5 separate regions of the Mus musculus genome follow, and regions 2, 3, 4 and 5 are each linked to region 1. A link is a contact called in public Hi-C and promoter capture Hi-C data. All regions are on one chromosome and are shown on one strand. Each heading gives the region's core, a stretch centred on a gene start, on an enhancer-like site or on the middle of the called end of the contact. The rest is flanking DNA. Distances are from core to core; before and after follow the strand shown.

Region 1 (2,569 bases), core at 26-2,525:
ACTATGTAGTTTTAGCTGTTAGAAGATACAGGCCTTGATATCCATATCTACAAGTCAGTATATGTCTCTTGGATTCACTACATGGCATACAGCAGGAGAATATTGGAGTGCTACTTACAGTCAGCACCAGAATTCTCACCTTTGGGAGAAAACATTATAGACCATTATAGAAAACATTACAGGAAAGATGAGATGTAGTTCCAATGTTCTTAAGGGAGCTTCTAATCTATCAGGATTTCTCATGAAGAATCCACCTGTCATTCTAAAGTTTGACTGGGTCTCCTCTTGGTTCAGTGCCTATTTCTGGCTTCATCAACTTACTGCAGTATATATTTTTTAAAGGTATAGTTATTGTGAGATGGAATGCTTATCTTGGCGTTTACATTGTGATAAAGATGAAAGACAGCTTTCCCCTCTCACGATAGAAATCCAACCGACTGACAGATGCTAAAGGACTTATGCCTGATTGCTTGGGATCACAGCCTTTGGTTATGTCTGGTGTACACAGTGAGCTCAGCCTTTAGTTTAGTGCCTGCTGTACACAAGGTTCATTGGTCAGCTGAACAAATGTACCTGATTGGCAACCTTGCATTAGAGTTAAAGTCTATTTGGACACATCAAGAACAACGGGATATAGTAATGATTTTTTTTTCCCTCCAAAACCTGCTAGTGCTAGGATACAATTTTTTCTTCTGGGCCCTAACAGGAATCTCAGCATAATTCTATCGTGATAACTTTCTTTTGAAATTATTAAAAAGTCTGTAGTGAAGTGTGAAGTATGTGAAGAAAACTATAAGGTTAATACGGATGGAAATCGTATTATCAGAAATGCTAGAAAGATCAAAGAACGTTGTTAGTTAAAGCAACTGAGTCCAGCTTCTCTAGTATCTATCTGTGCCGGCTGCTAGGTTGCTTAGCAACTCCGCAACGCTTCCTCATCCGCCCGGACCTTGAGTCCCGGCCCCAGTTCCGCCGCCACGTCCGGCTTCGACTCAGTCCCTACTTCCGCCGTAACCAGCCAGTGGGGACCTAGCGGCCGCTCTGTTTGACATCCCTTATATTGCCTGACTAAAAATGTGTCAGTGAACTACCAAAAGTAGAAACATATCCTCTCTCTACCATTTACACTTCAACTTGATACAGACACACTCAGAATGAAATGTCTAACTGTGGGCTATCGGCCTTCTGTAGCCTGTGAGCTCCGACACAATTTTCAGGCGCTGTGTGGATAGCCGCGCTGGAGGGCGACGTGGGCCGCGAAGGCCCCCGCTGCCGGCCATCAAGGAAGCGCGGCGGGCGGCTGGGCGCGGTGTGTGTCAGGCGGTTCCACCATGTAAGTATCCGTCCCTGTGTCCCGGCCTTAACCCCGTGGCCGGTCCCGACCGTAACGCCTTCTCGTTCTCTCCGGCAGGTCGAAGGTGTCCTTTAAAATCACGTTGACGTCGGACCCGCGGCTGCCGTACAAAGTGTGAGTGACAGGCAGGGCTGGAGCTGGCCGGGCCTGGCGGGACAGAGGGGGACAGGAGGAAGGGTGCGGCATTTCTGCTGAAAGCCAGTGGCCCCTCGCAACGCTCTGGGTGGGCAGGTGCAACGGGAAGAAGGTTGGACGAGGATGGAACCCGTTTACTTGATTTAAAGGTCTTTACCTGGACCAGCTGTTACCGGAAGTTAGGGAGGACTTCCCAAGTCTGGACTTTTGACAGGTCCGACCCGAACACTCTTAACTTCAGTTTTTTTGCTTTGTTGTGTATAAACACAACGACTGGGTGCCTAGGTGCTGAACTCCCAGTCACACACACTTGGATCTTTATAAAAAGTGCTTAGCGGGATTGGGAAATGGGGGTGTAGGACCTTGTGTCCTTGTTGGGCCCTTCCTTGTGCTTCAGCAGTTCAGTTGATGGCTAACACAGGTTACCCAGCTCCATCTTAGTATGATTTTTAAGTTGACCCCTTTTGAGTTCCTGCAGCTGGAAGACCTATGCTAACCTGCGACAGACCAGGGTTTCCATAGATTTCATTCATGACGGGTTTGGTGGCACCAAGGCCCAGCTAACTGAGCTGAGAGCAGCTGTCATCGTTTTCTGAAGTTTCCCACCCGTGATCCATTCAGCCTCGTGGCCTGTGGTTCCCTTATCTTTCCATGTCTAAAATGGTCTACGTATCCCTCGTCTCTCCCGTAAGGGCTCATTCTAAACGGTTGTCTTCAGATGGCTGTATTCTCTTCCTCTGGATGATGTACCGCAGTGTGCCTTCAACAATAAAAGTTAAAAGTTTTCTGTCACTTTTGCCTCCCTAGTGCCATACCCACTCATTTCGTGTGCAGACGAAAGTCTGTAGTCTAGGTTTTTTTTGTTGTTTTTTGTTTTTTTTTTTTAAAGATCGTTTCTTTGCTAACTCCCAGGAATCTGATAGCCACCTCTCTGATAGCTTGGAATATTTTGCTTGGTGAAAAACCAAATTTATGTTCTCTGCACTTAACTCTGTTCCTGAAGAAATTACAATAGTGCTGATGAGTTTTATGTGAAACCCTCATAACTGGCACTCGACTGTGCTCCCCTAAATTTTCTCA
Region 2 (2,569 bases), core at 24-2,523, 380 kb before region 1:
TTTTACCACAGCAAGCTCCCACCATGTCTACACACGCTAATCGTCTCAAAGAAGATATGTCCTCCTGTACCTGGAGAAATGTTTCCAGTGTAGGGTGGTATAAGGGAACAAAGTACCAGACACAGATGGGGGAAGGAATCATAGTTGAGGTGGTTCAGAGCAAGGTAGGGCAGGATTGACCTCAAAAGGCTGAGTGTTAAGACAGATTCATTTTTTACTTGAGGATTTGAAACACCCATCAGCTAAGAGGTGATTAGCTTTTGGTACTGTGATGGTTTGTATATGTTCAGCCCAGGGAGTGACACTATTAAAAGGTGTGGCCCTGTTGGAGTAGGTATGGTCGGTCTTGTTAGAATAGGTGTGTCACTGTGGGTGTGGGCTTTAAGACCCTCCTCTTAGCTGCCTGGAAGCCAGTATTCTGCTAGCATCCTTCAGATGAAGATGTAGAACTCTTCAAGTTCTGTGCCTGGTTCAAGGTGTGAGTATCTCTGTAAAATGTGAAAAAGCACACTTAAAGAGTCACATGATTTGAGAGAATTACAGAGTAACTTCCTGCCTTTCTTTCCATGTACTGAGCCTCAAAATGTTAGCTTTATTACTTTTCCTAATAAAATACTTATATTTGATTGCCTCAGCACAGAACCTTGACGCTTCAAGAAACATATTTTGGGCCATTGACATTATTCTTGTTTTAGACAGTTAATTAATTCATTAATAAATTTACTCTGTTTGAGACAAGGCTCACAATATAGCACAAGATGGCTTTGAACTCACAACTCTCCAGCCTCTGCCTCCCAGTGAGACTGTCAGCACTTGACTTAAACACCAATATCTCAAAGGAGAACAAGACTAGTGGAATTAAATGGTAGATTTTATTTGTTTATTTATTTTAGGGTATAAATATTTGACCTTCTCCCCTTCTCTCTCTTCTCCTTTTTGTTCTGAGATTTTGAAATAATGTGTGTATTTTATGAACTTAGAGCACTCCTCAGGGTGGACAGACTGTACATCAAGTACACAACCATCCTAGGAACGAGTAGCTCCTTCATTTTACAGCACAGTGCAAGGGTTTCACAATCCAGAGGATGATGACTGTCTTGTGGAATTTCAAAATGAGTCTGTGTGTAGGCAGCTTAGTTCTGAACACAGAGAGGAAGTTCGGTGTTGATGAACAGCTCATTCCAAAAGATAGTAAGTGTGCCCATTTCCCTGGCTGCTCTTCCTTCCTTCCAAGGAAGGACAGAGTAGGCACTTTCTTTTAATAGCCCTGGTATCTTTTCCTCCACCCCCAGTGCTGCATACTGCAGGAACCTAACTCCTTGGTTGAGCTAGGAGAATAAGAGATGTGGGATCTGTAAAACTTAAGAACTGAGTGTCTGGTGACAGCCTTCTGTGTTAGGATGCTCTTTAGAGACAGCTTACCCTAAGAAATAAAGCCAGACCACACGCATTTACATTGTCATTCACCCAATAAACACTCAGTCAACAGTTTCTGTTGTTAGCCAGTGGTTCTGTCTCAGTTGGTGGGCAGGGATTCAGTCTGCTTTCCATTTTGTTAAGATGAGCTAGCTGCTAGCTATAGGGAAGAAAGGCTGTCTGTTCTGTTCTGCCTCCAGCGTGTTGTGTCATTGGTTGAGTCTAAGAGAGGTTCTGCCAAATGGGTTTTTGTAGCCTGGAAGGGGCATCTCATGATGAATTCATTCCTGAGTCAGGAGGGAAGCCACAAGATGTGGCCTTATTAGCAAATATCTCAAAAAACTGGGCTCTCAGATTTACAAACACCTTACAGATTCTTCATCCACTTTCATTTCCTGAAAGAGAAAGAAACCCAAGAAATCTGCTTCTAACCCTGAAGATACCTGAGCTGGGTGTTCCAAGCACAGGGATGTTCTCAAATGAAAATCCACGAGAGAATCACCAAATGGTCTCTCCTGTGATGGTTTCTACATGCACAATCCAGGGGATGACACTATTGGAAGGTATGGCCCTGTTGAATCAGGTGTGGCCTTGTTGAAGTAGGTTTGTCACTGTGGGTGTGGGCTTTTAAGACCTTCATCCTAGCTGCCTGGAAGCCAGTATTCTGCTAGCAGCCTTCAGATGAAGATGTAGAACTCTCAGCAACTCTTGCTCCATGCCTTCCAGGACACTACTTTCCTGCTATGATGATAATAGACTGAACTTGTAAGCCAGACCTAACTGAATGCTGTCCTTATGAGAGTTGACTCGGTCATGGTGTCTGTTCACAGTAGTAAAACCCCAACTAAGACACTTCCCTTAGAGGTTACAGGTGGAAACTACTACAGAACTTGTCATGTCTTGGAATTTACAGTCAGGAAAATGATGCCCATTGAGCCCGGTTGGGCTTACTATGGACACAAAACTAGAAGCATCAGATGTTGTCTGCCTATGGAATGTACTGCTGATGGGGACATCATTGATGTGCTATAGGAAGATAGGATTGACATTGACCCCAGATGAGGTCAGAGTCACACAGATATAGTCTCAACTTAGCAAGAGCTAGCTGCATGAGTCACATGACTCATAGATAATAAAAGGCCTAAGACAAACA
Region 3 (2,569 bases), core at 23-2,522, 380 kb after region 1:
GAGTCCCATGTCTGCTGACCCTGTCCCAGTGGCAGGAACCGTGTCATTCTGTCCCTACCAAGGCCATGCCAGACCTAGCAATAAACCATCTCTTACTCCTTTTGAGATGAGAGTTGAATTTTTCATTAACAATGCTGTGAACTTGACTCTTAAAAAAATACTAAAAGAAAGCGAAGAGCATAGTGCTTGCGTGCCTGCAATCCCGGCACTTAGGAGGCGGAGGCAGGAAGCTCAGTGGTAGCCTGAGCTACAAGGAGTTTTCAAATGATGCCTAATGCTTGCAGCCTCTCAGTACTGACATGCCTACTTGCGGAGAAAAGACTGTTTCCCAATTTGGGTAAACTTCTATTTTCTTTTCTGAATTAGCAATACCAGGTTCTTTCTCAGCTTCCAACTTGAAATAGGGTTTTGGCAACAGAAGGTTACAGAGCACAGATTAAATCCCATGCACGAACACACTCAGCAAACACACCCACGGCCCCAAGTCCCTAAGCTCCCCAAGACCCAGCTTTTACCCTTGTAAACTGATAGCGGGGACTTCCCTCATAATTATCAGGTCTGAGATGGTAACAAAAACCGTATAATTTCCAACTCATCTGAGTCATTAAAACTAAGCATAGTACTTGGTACTTACGGACTAAGTCTTACTTTTTTCAACTTCTCTCCATTTATCTGAAATTATGTAGCTTAAGCAGACTTTTCTCTAAATCATAGTGTCGCACTTGAAGAGGAGGGAAGTCAGCCTCCATCATATCTGGGCTATGTAAGGTGAGGCCAGAAGTGCAAAGATAAACACATGCCTCTTTGGTCACAACTGGAATTCTGGGGACAAGTTACAGACCGCCATTCAAAAATCAAATATAACCAGTGGAAATATCGAATGTGAAACAATAGAATTGAAGCCTCCCTTCTCCCTCTCTCAACCTCTCTCTCTGTGACAGGGTCTTGTGACATAGCCCAGGCCAGCCTTGTACTCATAGCAATTCTCCAGACTCAGCCTTCAGAGTACTGTATTACAGGCATACCCAGTTCAAGTGCGTTTGTTTCACTGGGTACACAGTGATGATGTCCCAGCTCTCTAGTGCACCAGTCCTTCTCTGATTAATGTGTGGCTAGGTAGCATTCAGAGAGGAGGAAGGAACCTACCCACTAAATTGTTCTTCTCCAGTTTCTCCGGTGAATCCATCTCATTCTTGAGGTGCCTTTCAAATCTTGCAGGTGCTCCTGGGTCGGGATTCGAGCCTGGCAGCAGGCATCAGCTCAGTGGTGTGTGGAGAGGAAGGCAAAGCAAGAGAGGTTCCCTCTCCTTGGCGTACACCCTGAGGAGTAGTAACCCTGGTGCAAGAAGCCTAGAAACGTAAACAAAGCACCTTCCCTGACATCACACTGTCTTTGTTCAAAGGGAAAAAGGCAAAAGAAGAGAGCCTTCTGCCAGGGGCTGCTTCCTATATGCTATATGGTTCCTGTATCAGTTACTTTCTAAACAACACTGCTACCCCCCTGTGTAACTCATTATCTGATATATATGTCCTCAGGTGTTATACTACAATAATGCAACCTAATGCATCCAACACGTCGCAGTAAGAAAACTTTCAAATGCCATTCTAATCTTGTCATACCCTAAGGTAACTCAACTACTAATTGACAGTCGAGACTAATGTCATAGGTGTCCCACGCAAAGTTTGAAAGTACGGGGGTCAGTCCTTCCCTTATCTGACCCTCCCCTCCCACCATGTATCAATTCCTCTAAGCTTTTAGTTGCTTGTCTTCAGACAGCATCTCATTCTAAAGCTGGCTTTAGACTCCCAGGAATGCTCCTGCCTCAGTACCTCCTGGACTCCTGCCCTCAGTGTTAAGATTTCAGGCACGAGGCACTGATTTCTACCTTCAAAGCTTTGTGCAACCTCTCACCTCAGGACCTTTGCACAGATAAGTGTAAACACAATGCTAGACTCTTGTCTGCCTTTTCTCCTAGACCAGCCAGGTTTAGCCTCCTGTCTCTTTGCTTTAACTAAACGGCTGCTGTGCACAGCCATGCCCATTCCTTCCTGTATCATCTTTCCAAACTTTTGTACCATCCCACTACAGTGGCTGTGAGTGGCTGGGACAGAGCTTACATGAACTGTAGAACTTTCAATATCATATGCTCCTTTAAAGAAACGGCATGCTGGGTGGTGGACTATACTCTACCACACCAGGAGGCTCTGGAGCACCACAGGCCAGAGTTGATGGCTACCTGGTGTCTGTCCAGTGAATAAGTAAGTAACGGGATGATGACAGACAGGCTCTTTGTGAGACGCAGAGCTTCAGCTTCCTGGCTGTGCTGCTCAGTCCGTATTTATTTATCTATTTACTTGTTTATTTATTTTTGCCTATCAGACACAGCTAGGGTCATCTGGGAACAGGGAACACCAGAAAGAGAAAAATGCCTGTCACATTGCCCTGTGGAGGGCAGAGGGCGGGGGTCTAGCCCACTGTGGTGGGTGCTACTCCAGGGCAGGCAGGCGGGCCTGGTTGTATTTGAGAGAAGGCTGAGCAAGCCTCTGAAAGCAAGCCAGAAAGCAGTGCT
Region 4 (2,569 bases), core at 47-2,546, 340 kb after region 1:
ACTTCCACCGGCTGCTCAGGAGGTTCAGAGAATTCTGCTGAGAGGGCTGCACTGAAGGAGAGATGGCTCTGTGGCTAAGAGCACTGGCTGCTCCCATATGGCTTCACTCAGAGCACTCACAAGTTGGCTCACAACTGTGTGTAGCTCCTGTACCAAGATACCTGAATGCCTTCTTCCGACTTCTGTGGGCACCAGCCATATACCATGTGGTACACATATGTAGATGCAGGCACTATATTATGCACTTAATATAAAAATACATTTTCAAATCTTTTGGTGAGCTCGCCTGAGTCCTTTTCGAGTTCCCTCTCCTGCTTCTTTTCTGTCCATCATCCATTCGCCCGTCAAACCACCTTGCATACACACAGATTCAATTATGAGAATAAAATAATAAAGCTGTTATTAATAACCAATACATTGTCTGAAATTCGGTAGGTACTTGACAGGGATTAATTTATCCTCCCGACTTCCCTTACCTCATCTGTTGACTACCAAAAGAAGGAAAATATGAAATTCTAAAACAGTTCATCTAATTATTTTGAAGACATTGGAACTGCACCATGTCATTGCTAAATATGCTTGGTTTTGCTTCTTTAATGTTCATCCTAGCTTCCTCTAAATGATTTAAAAATAAGTTTATAGATGCATTTTTGCATAAGAGTTCCAAACTTACGGTAGCAAATCATCCTCTGATGGAGATCAATAAAGTAGAATGTAGCTATATGTCTGGTTGATATCCCATAACAGAAGGGAGTGAAGCGCCAAAACCTGCAACTGACAAGATTCATTTCTAGTGTCAGAAGAGGCAAATTCAAGGAGTGCATCTGTGTTTGCCCCTCCGGTTCAAACTGGCGTGATGGCTGCCGGACTCCTTGCACATATAAAAAAAACTTTGAATTCTTCACTTAACTGGGTGAATTATGTGGTATGAGACCTGTATCTTGATAAAACTGCTCAAAAGTAAAAAGGACTTACTTTGCTGAAAATAGTGTTATTTTAAGGAACTCTGGCGCACGTCCCTGTTGCATGTGCGCACTGGGAGAAGTGAAGGGATGCTTGCCGTGCTGAGAAAGGCTGTTGTTTATTCTGTGCACTAATGGCACAAAATCTGGCGTCGGCATAAGTGGGCTGATTTGGTTAACGCTGCTGCAAATGGTTCAATTGTTTTAGGTCCTCAACCTCGTGCAGTCCTACGTGACCCTTCGAGTTCCTCTGTACGTTTCCTACGTGTTCCACTCCCCCGTGGGCGTGGGCGGCTGGCAGCATTTCGACTTGAAGTCAGAGCTCCGACTCACATTCGTGTACGACACTGCCATCTTGTGGAACCATGGGATCGGCAGCCCCCCGGAAGCTGAGCTGCAAGGTGGGTGGCTGTGGCTCCCAAAGCATCTTTCCTACCTGTGGTAATTACTCAGAATGATAATTTTGTTTTTATTTCAGGTAAAAATTAGGGGGGGGCACCTTTCGATATCGTTATTTTTATATTCTCTAATAACGTGACGTTTTAAAACCTTTGTCAAGCCCGGCGTGGTGGCGCACGCCTTTAATCCCAACACTCGGGAGGCAGAGGCAGGATGATTTCTGAGTTCAAGGCCAGCCTGGTCTACAACGTGAGTTCCAGGACAGCCAGGGCTACACAGAGAAACCCTGTCTCGAAAAACCGAAGTGGGGGGGGGGGACCCTTTGTCAAGGAAAGATCATATCAATGCTTCAAACTTTGCATGATGTTTGACTGTGAAATTTAACATCTTTGTTTCAGGCATACAGTCTATTGCATGTGACTAATTGTTTATATTTTACATAGGCCAATCCATAGAGCTTTCTGGTTTGTACTAAATAGAGGAATTCCAGTTGTGAAAGTTGGGAATAAAATCCGGGGGAAAGTTGCACATTTTGCTTCTGAAATGAGAGGATCACTTTAAAGTCCAATGATAAACCCTGTCCTGGGTGCCAGTTCTGACTCTACAACTGATTCGTTGTGATCCGCGTAACCTCAAGCACACTGCTTAAACTTGAGGTTTGAATTTCTTCTGAAGGACAGTCCAAGCTTCAGTCGCTTTCTGGTTAAAACGCCATCATTCCGTGATATCATAGACAAATGCCATAGAACACTGGCACAGAGAGCTCCTGACTCTAAGCCCTTCAGCATCTGCAGAGCTGTTGGTACCCAGGTGGGAATCGGGAAGTACAGAAGCTATCTAGGCATGTAGCTCGCATCTGTAATCCCAGCACTTAAGAGGATGACGCAGGAGGGTCGCTGTGGGTCTGAGGACAGCCTGGGCTGTGTAGTAAGACTGACTCTCAGATGATGATGGTGGTGGTGGTGATAAAGTTTTTGCAAGCAAAGTGCACACGTGTCTAGATGACCCACAAAAAGAATTCATGCTTTTTCCTCTCGGGCTCACATTCCTCTGCTGAGTCTCTGAACATCTATATCACAGCAACTTGACACATTGACAGCCAGGAAGACAGGACCAATTGATAGCATACCTGAAGTATAATTCCATCATATAGGACAGATTAAAATTCCCTTCGAGCAATGAGGAAAACACAGTGACCATCCTGGACG
Region 5 (2,569 bases), core at 32-2,531, 270 kb after region 1:
GCATACTTATGTACAAAACACCTATACACATAAAGTACTAAAATAAATACTAAAAAGATGAATGGGGGTGGGTGTTTCCCCGTGTTCCTGAGACTGAGGTAAGAGTATTGCAAGTTCAAAATCTGCTGCTTTGCACTATATAGTAAGACTCCACCTCAAAAGCCAAACTAACAAACGAACAAATAACAAACTGGAAATGAACTGAAAGACAGAAGTGTCCATAGCCTCATCACCTTGAAGCATGAAATCACCTTGTGTGTGCAGTTCTTTCGACATAGCAGTGTCCACAGCACATGTTGCTGCTTCTGCATCACAATGTCAAGAGTTTCCTGTTTATTGACTTTTGTGGGGTGCAGCCACTCAGCAGTACTGGGGATTCACCCAGACATCCATTGCACACACCAGGCAAGTGCTGCGAGTAGTTCCAGCCTCAGCCCTGTAGCTACTGTGTAGTGGCTGAAAGGTTTGATAGTGCTTTGACGTAGTACAATAGAGTACTCCTTGAGTGTTTTGCGTCTGGGGCAATGATGGGAACTATTATAGTCGATGCTTCCTTTCAAATCTATTTTGACTTCTTTGGGAGCAAAACTCCCATGGAAGGCTCACAGGGTCAGGTAACAGAGCGTCCTTTTGCTTCCTGCGTGCGTCTTGTAGGAACTTTTGAAGAGGCTGAGGTGAGTTAAATGTCAAACGATGAGGAAGCAATCCCTTCACAGCTTCAGCCGCATGATCTGTTGCCTTTGATTCTCAGCGAGCCTCCGACAGCATAAATTGTCTGTAGTTTTTACTTCTAAATATTTCAGAGGAAACAGACCCTGTGCCTCTTCCCCGATTGCTTCTCCCTGTGTAGATTTTCATTCGGTCAACAGGAGTCTTGACATTTCTCCCTCTCTCGTATTTCTCTACTGTAGCTTTCTTTGTGTCAACTCAAAAGAGAGGAAGCTAGAATTCGAACTATGCCTGTAGCTGTGTTTGTGATTGAGGCTCCCCCACCCCCACCCCCTTTCTCTTTTCCAGAGAGACTTAAAAGGAATTAGTGATGCCTTTGTTTATGGACCTCATAGATCAAAGGAAGTTGAGGGATAGGTGTGGAGTGGTCAGCTGATAACACTCCTTTCATTTTCCCAACAGAATAGCTCTCACATTATAGAGACCAGCACCAGGTTCATTTTCTCCCTAGAGGCAGCCAGCTCCATTTTGGTGGGAAGGTGGGAGGAGAGCCAATGAAAGGGGCTGTCTGTTTGCTCTCAGGACTGGAGTGGAGTCTAGTGGGAAGGGGAGTGGAGAAAGAATATTTGTTTTTCTTTAAGTGGTTATAATTAAAGCCTTCCACCCAATTGCTCTGTGAACCAGAAAGAGGTATTTGTGAAGGTTTTTGTGTGTGGTTTTTAAGAACATTGCTGGCCTCTGAATAGAGAAGTCTGCTCTCCAGCGGCACCTTGTGGTGAGTGGTTTTTAAATAAATAATTTTATCAACCGAGAGAATACATAAACACAAGGTATTTTGATCTTATTCATCCCCCTACTCTTCCCACATCTACCCCATCTCTTTGTTTCATGATTTTTTTTTTTTTTTTGCTTCAGACTACTGCATGCTTCTTTCTGTTTTCCAACTCTACCCCCAATCCTGAAAGAGGGAGGGATTTCTCAAAGATTGTATCATCCAGGAATGTTTACCAGTCAATTGAGAGGTTAGCTCCATCTCCATGCACGTGCCCTGGAGTTGCATATTAAATCCAGCAGTATTCTTTCCAAAGTCGCATAGTTTGTGACTTTTTAAAGGCCATTCATTCAGGAAAGCAGTAATGGCAGGTTTCACACTCTTTGTTTTCCAGGTGGAAACAGGTTAACCAACCAGCATTTTCGACTGAATTGGGCGTGGATCTCCTTTGAAAAAGAGTATTACTTGATCAACGAAGACTCCAAATTTCTAGATATTGTTCTTACACGCAGAGGATACTTGGGAGAAACTTCATTTATAAGTAAGTTTAATTAGCACTTCACCTGTGTTTATAATTTTTCTCTAGTGATTAAACCATAGCACGAATTTAGCTTGATGAATTTAAAATCTTAGTGAGATGTTGATATCTGATTTTTGGCTACGAAGAGATCATGTCAACAGATTTGTGTCAAGGTGCATGAGTGTGACCTTTCGCCAGTAAAAAATAAATTCGCAAAATTGGAAGTAATCACCAGTGAATTCGAAATAAAATCAAATGTCACTGGGTTAGAATAAGCTGATGTGCATCTAATTTATCCCCAGGGGACAAGTCATCTGAAACAGTGGTGTAAAATACTCATGACAGCTACTTTAATAAATAAGCAAAATGTATTCAGTGAGTTGTTAGGTATCAGACACTGTGCACTGAGTTTGAAGGCTCTGTGGTTCACTGTAAATTCCTTCCTGACTGCTACATCACATGAAAGGTCTATTCTGTGGGTTTTCTTTGTTAAAATATTAAATGTTAAATCCTAGTTGGTTACTTCTGTCTTATGCAATAAAACCAAGAGTCAACGGCAAATAATTATCTTCAACTTTGATTCATGTCCACATTTCATTTCCTATAAC

What was found. Promoter capture Hi-C pulls out the DNA fragments that hold promoters and counts their contacts. Hi-C and Micro-C count contacts between places; a contact is called where the count stands out from the background.
Region 2: a contact with region 1 is called in a Hi-C map of uterus, with 5 times the contacts expected there. The contact joins the enhancer-like site here to the promoter of Ufm1 in region 1. A contact is called at or near these places in 2 of 39 promoter capture datasets (frontonasal cranial neural crest and liver), 2 of 484 Hi-C or Micro-C datasets (adipose-derived mesenchymal stem cells and uterus) and 2 of 115 datasets of contacts at active chromatin or transcription factors (cardiomyocytes and large pre-B cells).
Region 3: a promoter capture Hi-C map of embryonic stem cells shows a contact between it and region 1, with 3 times the contacts expected there. The contact joins the promoter of Stoml3 here to the promoter of Ufm1 in region 1. A contact is called at or near these places in 3 of 39 promoter capture datasets (cranial neural crest, embryonic stem cells and liver) and 2 of 9 other capture datasets (liver and pancreatic islet).
Region 4: a contact with region 1 is called in a Hi-C map of cerebral cortex, with 2.4 times the contacts expected there. The contact joins the enhancer-like site here to the promoter of Ufm1 in region 1. A contact is called at or near these places in 2 of 39 promoter capture datasets (embryonic stem cells and stem cell-derived epiblast-like cells), 10 of 484 Hi-C or Micro-C datasets (the G1E-ER4 cell line, cerebellar granule neurons, cerebellum and 5 more), 3 of 115 datasets of contacts at active chromatin or transcription factors (astrocytes, embryonic stem cells and neural progenitor cells) and 1 of 9 other capture datasets (pancreatic islet).
Region 5: a contact with region 1 is called in a Hi-C map of cortical neurons, with 2.0 times the contacts expected there. The contact joins the enhancer-like site here to the promoter of Ufm1 in region 1. A contact is called at or near these places in 2 of 39 promoter capture datasets (hippocampal neurons and pre-B cells), 11 of 484 Hi-C or Micro-C datasets (the HL-1 cell line, Sertoli cells, cardiomyocytes and 8 more), 2 of 115 datasets of contacts at active chromatin or transcription factors (embryonic forebrain and embryonic stem cells) and 2 of 9 other capture datasets (adipose tissue and liver).

Annotation. Positions count from the first base shown.
Region 1 is chr3:53,862,513-53,865,081 of GRCm38.p6, reverse strand. It overlaps Ufm1 (ubiquitin-fold modifier 1), which reads left to right and starts at 1,275. Exons shown (of 6, transcript NM_026435.5): 1 at 1,275-1,333; 2 at 1,412-1,468. The coding sequence starts at 1,332.
Region 2 is chr3:54,245,210-54,247,778 of GRCm38.p6, reverse strand. All of the region lies in intron 3 of Trpc4 (transient receptor potential cation channel, subfamily C, member 4), which reads right to left. Among named protein-coding and RNA genes, the nearest start is that of Trpc4, 90 kb to the right of the region's middle. Within about 2 kb of position 1,273, at least 25 of the 459 cell types and tissues checked have an H3K27ac peak or open chromatin away from gene starts, as enhancers often do. A contact at or near this core is called in adipose-derived mesenchymal stem cells and uterus, where this site is marked.
Region 3 is chr3:53,487,410-53,489,978 of GRCm38.p6, reverse strand. It overlaps Stoml3 (stomatin (Epb7.2)-like 3), which reads right to left and starts at 1,272. Exons shown (of 7, transcript NM_153156.2): 1 at 1,147-1,272. The coding sequence starts at 1,186.
Region 4 is chr3:53,524,553-53,527,121 of GRCm38.p6, reverse strand. It overlaps Frem2 (Fras1 related extracellular matrix protein 2), which reads left to right. Exons shown (of 24, transcript NM_172862.3): 17 at 1,171-1,363. Among named protein-coding and RNA genes, the nearest start is that of Stoml3, 37 kb to the right of the region's middle. Within about 2 kb of position 1,296, at least 14 of the 459 cell types and tissues checked have an H3K27ac peak or open chromatin away from gene starts, as enhancers often do. A contact at or near this core is called in cerebral cortex and cortical neurons, where this site is marked.
Region 5 is chr3:53,589,128-53,591,696 of GRCm38.p6, reverse strand. It overlaps Frem2 (Fras1 related extracellular matrix protein 2), which reads left to right. Exons shown (of 24, transcript NM_172862.3): 3 at 1,836-1,982. Among named protein-coding and RNA genes, the nearest start is that of Frem2, 67 kb to the left of the region's middle. Within about 2 kb of position 1,281, at least 39 of the 459 cell types and tissues checked have an H3K27ac peak or open chromatin away from gene starts, as enhancers often do. A contact at or near this core is called in cortical neurons and embryonic stem cells, where this site is marked.